2 separate regions of the Sus scrofa genome follow, and region 1 is linked to region 2. The links are chromatin contacts, called in public HiChIP or PLAC-seq maps. All regions are on one chromosome and are shown on one strand. The core of a region is the stretch at or near the end of the contact, and the rest is flanking DNA. Distances in the headings are between cores, read along the strand shown.

Region 1 (4,357 bases), core at 1,027-3,526, 39 kb before region 2:
ATTGTATTCGATCTAGAAAGCCATGTTTTATTTTGATTTCAACAACAACAACATCAGGGAAAGAGGGTGAGCTTCACCCAAGGGCAAAGCCAATTGTTAAAGGGCCAGCCAGTGAATGGGTCTCAGAAGTGCCAAACACAATAGGAGAATGAGGCAAAGCCAAGAGTGGGATTTACAGGCCTGAGAAGTCAGAGCGGCTGCCAGAGGGGAAAGATGTCTCCAACACTGGCTCAATATAAACCGAGAAACAGTAGTGGGGACAAATTTAAGTCCGCCTCTTAAAGACATCATGTTAAAACCACTGGTAGGTCGAAAGACTGGACTGATTCCCTCATCCAGAGGGAAGGAATGAGTAAATGAATTAGTCTCTTTTTCAACTCAGACATAAAACTAATGGTTTGAGAACATAAGATTAATAAACATTAGAGCATTTAGGTGTCTTTTCATTTTTTTCCAGGGCAGGTGATTTTTCTTTTTTTTAATAATGATTTTTATTTTTTCCATTAGAGCTGGTTTGCAGTGTTCTGTCGATTTTCTACTGTACAGCATGATGACCCAGTCACACATACATGTATACATTTTTTTTCTCACCTTATCCTGCTCCATCATAAGTGATGAGATAGAGTTCCCAGTGCTATACAGCAGGATCTCATTGCTTATCTATTGCAGGGGTGGGGGGGTGGGGGGAGGGGGTTTTCTTTTGTTTTTTTTTTTTTAATAATGATTTTTATTTTTTCCATTATAGCTGGTTTACAGTCTTCTGTCAATTTTCTACCATACAGCAAGATGACCCAGTCACACATACATGTGTACATTCTTTTTTTTTTTTTTTGTCTTTTTGCCATTTTTTGCCATTTTTTTTTTTGTCTTTTTGCCATTTTTTTTTGTCTTTTTGCCATTTTTGCCTCCTGCAGCATGGAGGTTCCCAGGCTAGGGCTCTAATCAGAGCTGTAGCTGCTGGCCTACGCCAGAGCCACAGCAACGCAGGATCCGAGCCATGTCTGCGAACTACACCACAGCTCACGGCAACGCCAGATCCTTAACCCACTGAGCAAGGGCAGGGATCGAACCTACAACCTCATGGTTCCTGGTCGGATTCATTAACCACTGCGCCATGACGGGAACTCCCATGTGTACATTCTTTTTCTCACATTATCCTCCATCACAAATGACTAGATATAGTTCCCAGGGCTATACAGTAGGATCTCATTGCTTATCCATTGTGGGGGGCAGGGGTGATTTTTCAATGCAGCCTTGCTTGTGCAATGCTGTACCTGATCCATGTGAACAAGCATGGCTTACGACAATAACTGGTCAACTGCTACGCTGACGAATCCTGGTCTAAATGACTCTAACCTTTTTGTGATATTGACACCAGAGAAGATAAGATGAATGGTGTGGGTCCCTCTCTCCAGAAATAGACACGTGTGCAGTTACATTCAAAATCTGGTACATAATATAAAGCGTTCATGCACCCTAAGTCAAGAAACCCTCACCCACTTAAAGAGGTCACGGACACTTGATCGATTTGGAAGGAGCCACCTACTAAGGAACTAAGTGAACCCACTCTACTGTGTTTGATTTCATTTCTCTAGAGACATAGATATTTGCACACTTGTGCCACATCGGGTCTGCTACAAGATAAACTGTCCACACTTATGTGAGGGCCATCAGTGTGTCAGAGTGCTTTACACCGATGTGAATGTTTTATATCCACGCTGGCACAGGAATGCAGTTCTTGGAGGCTCCCAGAGCCCATGGCCATGAATATTTATATATTTGCCCAAGTATTTTTTCGGTGACAAAGATCCCACCCAAGATGGGACCGCTACATGGTCCAGGATCAAGCTCACAGCCAGGCTCCCTGGGGTGCTTAATCATCATCGGGTGATTTAGGAAAATGATGGTTTACACTTCAGAATTTAAGAAAGCAAAATAAGTCCCTGCAGATGAAGAAGCGATGGAGTCCTAGCCAAACGTTGTCAAGTGTGTGGAAGAGGAAAGAGAAACTGATAGCTTAAAAGTGTGTGTTTGGGCAGGCAGGGTGCAGCGAAAGGAAGGAAGTGCTCCTGCCTGTGCTGCCTGCCAGGCTCACTTGTAGGGCCTGAGACACTTAATCTTCGGGTCATGGGTTTGCCCCCGGAGTGGGCACATTGTTGTTAAAAACGTCAGACTGATGTAGTGGAAAAAGAAAGTCACTGAACCAGGAGTCAGGGCATGCAACTAATCTTGGCTTGGCCACCACACAGCGCATTCTAAAACCAAATGCCAGTGCTCTAGAATGGGAACCATTCGGGTGGCAGAGGCCAAACAGCTCCATTAAGACACCCTGAGTGAGAGCCACTGCACATGTGGGCGACCCAATAAAAACCACCAGAGAAGGCTAGACAGGCACTTGGCAGGCACTCGTCTGAGCCACTGATACTTGAGGGCCTCTCCAGCGGGGCTTCACTTCTAACTTTACATTTCTGATGGCCCCTCGGATGGTCTCCAAACCCCCACTGTAAAAATCCATGAGCACCCTGCCCCCCAGTACCACCTCCCACAGTATAAATGAAACTGAACTCCTGGCTGTGGCTGTGGCTGTGGCTGTGGTGTAGGCCAGTAGCTGTAGCTCCAATTCGACCCCCAGCCTGGAAACCTTCATATGCTGTGGGTATGGCCCTAAAAAGACAAAAACAAAAACCCAAACCAAGCCAGTAAGAGGCAGATCCAGGTCTGTGCAACCCCAAGCCTGCACATTTAACCACTAGACTATCCTGTCTCCCAATATACTGGGCTCTATTAAAACATGAAGCATCAGAATAGATTAGGTTTCCCACAGGTTCACTAGTAAAAGGACAAAGATAGTTTATAGAAACACTATTATGTTACCTAGAGGAATGGCGGAGACGCTGTTCCTAAGATACACATGCTAATAACCAGACAATTTCAGTACCTGCAACACCAACGACAGTCCAGCCCTAAGCAACCCTATTTTCTATCACATGTACCCCCCCCACAACCAACCATCAGAGAGATTTAGTGACCCAAGAGTGAACTTCTGACCCAGAGAGAATAATCTACAGGCTGCCAATAGCCTATAAGACAACTCAGCCTGGAAAGCTCCACCGAGGCAACCACGTAGAGGTTCAACCACAATTACATTCTCCAAGATATCAACTGGGAGACAGAGGAGTTCAAGACTTGGTATAGAGAGAGCAGGGTTATTCCAGGAGTGCAGAGATTATTAAACTTAGAAACCTAAAGAAGGTGGTCCAAAGATACAAACTTCCAATCATCAGACAGATAAGTTCTGAGGATGCGAAGTACAGCAAAGTGACCACAGTCAACAATACTTACTGTATATTTGAAAGTTGCTAAGTGAACAGATTTATTTTATTTCACTTTTTTTGAAATTTTATTTATTTTTATATTACTCAATGAATTTATGACATTTATACTTGTACAATGATACATTATTTTATTGCTTTTTAGGGCCTCACCCTCAGCACATGGAGGTTCCCAGGCTAGGGGTCGAATCGGAGCTGCAGCTACCAGCCTACACCACAGCCACAGCAATGCCAGATCCAAGCTGTATCTGCCACCTACACCACAGCTCACAGCAATGCCGGACCCTTAACCCACTGAGCGAGGCCAGGGATCAGACCCGAGTTCTCATGGATCCTAGTCGGGTTCGTTACCGCTGAACCACGACAGGAATTCCAAGAACAGATTTTTATGGTTCTGATCACAGAGGGAAAAGAATTTTGTAACTACGTGAGATGATGAGTGTGAACTAAACTTATTGTGGTGATCATTTCTTAATAAATACAAATATCAAGTCCTTGTGTTGTACGTGGACTTATACAATGTTATAGGTCAATTATATCTCAATGAAACTAGGATTTAGGGGGGACTCCTAGTAATGCAACTCACCACATCATAAGAGAATAAAGAAAAAACCTGATTATTTTGATAGATGTAGAAAAGGCATTTGATAAAATTCAAACACCCCAACCTGTACAGGTGATAAAACTAGACAGAACTGAATAGACACACATGCACATACACCTAAGTACAAATGAAATTGATGAAATCTGAATAAAATCAGTGCGCTTTATAAGTGTCATTATCCTGGTTGTGATCTGACAAATAATTTTCCAAAATGTAGCAAAGGGAAAAATAGGCAAGTGTATTTACACAAGGACTGTCTCCATTTTGCATCTTAAAACTACATGTAAATCTGCACTTATCTCAATTAAAAAGTCACTTTAAAAAAGAGAGAAGGCAAGAGTTGTAGATGGAGGGAAGGAGGGAGAGAGAGAGAGAAGGAAAGAAGGGAGAAAAAAGGTCGCATTAATATCAAATTTGATAA
Region 2 (4,128 bases), core at 1,440-3,939:
AAACCTGATATTAGTAAGGAGGGGACTGTGCTATGTTGGAATACGACCGCATTCTCGCTGATCTACTCCGCAGTAAAATGAGCCGCACTGGCGCTTCCCTGATTATGTATCCGTGACCACTGCTTTTCCTCCCATTCCCTTTACCCATGGCCACTCTCCTCAGCCTTGAACTCTGGCCAGTTTGGTGTTTATTCAAACCCCCACATACCTGCGGAGAAAACTTGGGGAGTCACGTGGAAAAGAGGTTCAGCCCCACTTCTCCAGCGCGCGCGCTCTCCAAGCCTAGCTGCCTCCCGGAGGAAAGTGAGGGTCGCCTGAGTCCAGACACTGCGAGGTATTTTTGGTGGAAACCACAGAAGCCCGTTCATAAAAGGCTAGCGCGGGGATGGGGGGGCATGGAAGGAATGAGAAAGGAGATGCAATGACTCTTTAAAAGAAAGCTGGGGATCTGTGGAAGCAGCAGCCAGGGAAACCCGGAGATAGGAGCTGACCGTTTGGCCGCGCGCCGGTTGTAGAGCATCGGCTTACACTTCCTCACTAGGAGGGGACGCACCTCGGAAAAGGAGCGGGTAACAAGTTTTTCTGCTTCGTCACGCTTTCAGACCCTGGTTGGAGCAAGGCACCTGTAGTGAGCCGGCCCCTAAACCGCAAGCCCGGCGCAAAAGAAACAACCAGAGAGGTTTGACAGCACCTGTCGTACCAAGACACTAGTGAGCTGCAGGCTCACACACCCCCTCCCCCAGGCTCCTTGATGTCCCCAGGACCCTCTACGTACACCCCACCACAGCCTTGAGCGATAGTCAAAGGTCGCTGCAGCCAGACAGCTCACACTAGGGAGAGTCTCCGTGCACGCGCCCTCTCCAGGTGTTCAGTGCCGTAGAGGGTAGTGGGGTCCCAGAGGCGCGGAGGGGCATGTAGGGAGAGCCGAGCAGAGTGGTTGAGTTAGGGCTGGGGGGCCCCGGGGCGCACTTCTGCTCACCTCGCTCATTGGCCTGGATGTAACGCACGATGTCGTCCAGATCCAAGCCTTTGGTCTCATCGAAATTGTAGACGGACGTGTGCAAGCCCTCCTCCTGGAAGACCTCATGGACCCCCTCGAGGGTGAAGAAGCAGTTCCGCTCCAGCTTGTCGTCGCTGTAAACCAGCACGGCGCGGCTCCACTGGTGGTGACGGAACAGGGCAAGCATCATCTCTCCCATCTTTGCGTACGCTGGCGCCACGCGCGTGAGGTGCGAGTACTCGGTGTCCTTATGCTGGAAGCCGGCTGCGAGTGCCCCGGCTGACAGCATGGGCAGATCCCAGTGGGACGCAAGCCGGGCTACCGGTGCAGCCGCATACTCGCACACCGGCCCCAGGATGAGGTCGGGCTTGGCGCCCCGCGCCGCCGCCACGCGGTCCACCAGGCTGAAGAGTGCGCGGTTGCCGCAGTCCGAGTCTTCGTAGGCCACCTGGAAGCGAGTGCCTGGTGGCAGAAGCCGCCGCCCGGTCCCGTTTCCCTCCACGCTGCGCAGTGCATATTCGATGGCCGGCCGCACCCGGGCCAGGGAAAACAGGTACGAGTCGTCCTGGGGCAACAGCACCAGCACCTCGATCTTCTGCGGCGGCAGCGCCTCTCTCTCCCGGCGCCCGCCGCCCGGGCCCCCGCCAACACCGCCACCCGTGCAGCCGACCAGCAACGCCCAGTCGAGCAGTACGCACGCGGAGAAAGTGAGCACCAGCAGGGAAGGCATCGTGCCGCAGGAAAGCGCCTGCCCTCGCTGCGGACTCGCTCTCTGCCCCCCACCCACCCTTCCTCTTTCCTCCCCACTCTACTCTCCGAGGTCCCTGCGCCCCCTTGGGCGCTCTAAGAAAATAGAATACCCCCTTCACTAACTCGCCAAAAGATAGAGAGGAAGAGTCCTCCTTTGCAATGCCACTCGTTTAAAAAAAAGAAAAAAGAAGAAAGGAAAAGAAAAAGTTCACCGGGTGTAAACCTATACAGCTATATTATAAATATACTTTTTATAAATATATATATATATATTCGCCCTCCCTTTATATATACTATTTTGCTTAGAGGTGGCTTCTTATTTGGGCGTTGCTAAGGTTTCTTTTGAAAGCGTATTTGTAAAAGAAGAAAAAGTTAGACTTGTCCAGGTGCTTGTAATTGACGGTGCATCTCCCTCGCGTTTGATCTCATTGATTCGCGCCGGTTCCTGGATCCATAACCCGAGTTTAAATAGCGTGGCAGCGGCGGAGCGTGTTACCACACAAGGCGCGCCGAGGCTGGGCTTGTATTTCCAACCGGTGGGGAGGGTGGGAGTGGGGAGTGGTGGGGGCTGGGCTGGGGAGCCTCTCATTAACATTCTTACATCAGGGCTCCTCCCCGCACCCCTACTCTTCCCACCCCTCCCCTGTCCCTAACTCCCACTCCCCGTCAGACCTCGGCCTTTTCCTTAAAGCCGCAGTCGCCCACGTCTGCACCAGCAGGAGCCCCCACCGCTCCACACTGCCACCAGGGTCCCCGCCACTCCCTTGCCCCGCGTGCGGCAGCCCTCTCTTCAGCTCCGGCCTTTAAAAATGGAAATGTGTTTGAAAGTAAAGAAACGCGCGCAGGCACACACATAACGTGCAAAAAAAAAAAATAAAAAAGAGGAATGGGGTGGTCCTAGAAATTAGTGGTTTCGTTGCAAAAAAAAAAAAAAAAAGCTCTCACCTCTCTCTCACTCCAGCCACACTCCCTCCCGAAGCGACTCGGGGCGGGCAGTCGACCTTCCCAGCCCCCCTGGCTCAAGGTCAGGGAACAAGGACCAAGGCACCGATGCAGACGTCTAGGTCGCGGACCTGGAACGCCTTGCTAGCCCCGGCGTCCTCCCCCGCCCCCCGCCGGCCTCCTCCCCCTGGGCAGCCCGGGTTCGCGCCGGAGCCGAAGTGCTGCGGCGCATCCAGCGTTCCCCACGCACCCAGTGTTCCCCGCGCACCGAACACCTCCGCTGGCGCGCTTCGAGCAGAAAAGCGAAACTTGTTGCTCCCAAAGGCGAGAGAACACTTTTTCGCCTGGAGGTGGCAGAAGGCTTGAAAAGCATCTCCAAGGCATCCTTGGGCTTTGTTTGCTAAACCAGGTAACTACATAAAGAGACCTTCTTCCGAAAGCTTTTTCCCGAAGGCCCCTGGGTGGAGTCGCGTCCTCCGCTCCAGTCCTTGCGCTGGGAAATCCCACCGCTTTTCTTCCGCGGCTCGCGAGAACCTGTGCTCTAGGTTCTCCAAGGCCGAGAAAGGTCCTGCGTCCGAGACCCAGTCACGCCACTGGTCCCAGCCACAGCAGTGTTGGAGACGAGGATGGAAACGGCCTTGAAGAAGTCAGTGACCAGAAGAGCCTCGCCGGAGTGCGCTGCGCTGCAGGGCAGGACCTAGAGGAACTTGACCCTCTGAACCTGGTTAACATTTCACCGAGGTCATTTGCAATGTGAACCTGCTACTTTGGAAGGGTGAATTCCACCACTTAGGTCCCGCGAATTAAAATAAATTGAAAGTATTTTAAAATGGTCTTTCATTTGACTGGGCGTTCTTGTCCATAAACTTCTCTTAGTCTTAGACCAACGCCCTCTTTCGGCAGAAACTTGCAGCCGCCGTCTACCCCGGTTGCCACCTCCCCAGGCGCTGAGTTTGTTTTGGGTTTTGTTTTGTTTTGCTTTATTTAACGCCGGGATCTCAAAGAGCCATCGCTCTCATTTGTGACGGTGAAACGGTAAATTGGGGTTTCCGGAGATGTAGCAACTTCAGGCATCAGTGCTCGCCACTCTTAACATCACCCTCCTTATCGCTCTTTCTGACACTGTAAATGTAGCTGAGTAACGTTTCATCCTCGGGGCATTTAGATTTCAGATAATGCTCTGTGGTCCCTGAATCTTCAAGTAGGACCTTATAATTCCAGCGAAAACCTTCATTCATGTTACTAGACCTGCTAGCCAGTAGCACACGAGGCATCTGTATACAATTTTATTTCCCCCCCAAAACGGGTACCCCCCACACACTGGAAATTGAGATTTAGAGCTTCACAGCGACTAAATCCCCCCTGAATTCCTAGGAAGAAGGGAGGGGGAGAGAGAGAGAACAACAAGCTAAATCCCGAATTCCAAGGGTCTTAAT

Evidence for each region. HiChIP or PLAC-seq counts read pairs in DNA pulled down with a chosen protein or histone mark.
Region 1: a contact with region 2 is called in an H3K27ac HiChIP or PLAC-seq map of skeletal muscle. The contact joins the enhancer-like site here to the promoter of NPR3 in region 2. A contact is called at or near these places in 1 of 5 promoter capture datasets (liver), 8 of 47 Hi-C or Micro-C datasets (adipocytes, fetal liver, heart right ventricle and 2 more) and 2 of 2 datasets of contacts at active chromatin or transcription factors (alveolar macrophages and skeletal muscle).

Annotation. Positions count from the first base shown.
Region 1 is chr16:18,878,215-18,882,571 of Sscrofa11.1, reverse strand. All of the region lies in intron 3 of NPR3 (atrial natriuretic peptide receptor 3), which reads right to left. Among named protein-coding and RNA genes, the nearest start is that of NPR3, 39 kb to the right of the region's middle. Within about 2 kb of position 2,276, at least 5 of the 83 cell types and tissues checked have an H3K27ac peak or open chromatin away from gene starts, as enhancers often do. A contact at or near this core is called in skeletal muscle, where this site is marked.
Region 2 is chr16:18,840,101-18,844,228 of Sscrofa11.1, reverse strand. It overlaps NPR3 (atrial natriuretic peptide receptor 3), which reads right to left and starts at 2,689. Exons shown (of 8, transcript XM_021077060.1): 1 at 980-2,689. The coding sequence starts at 1,730.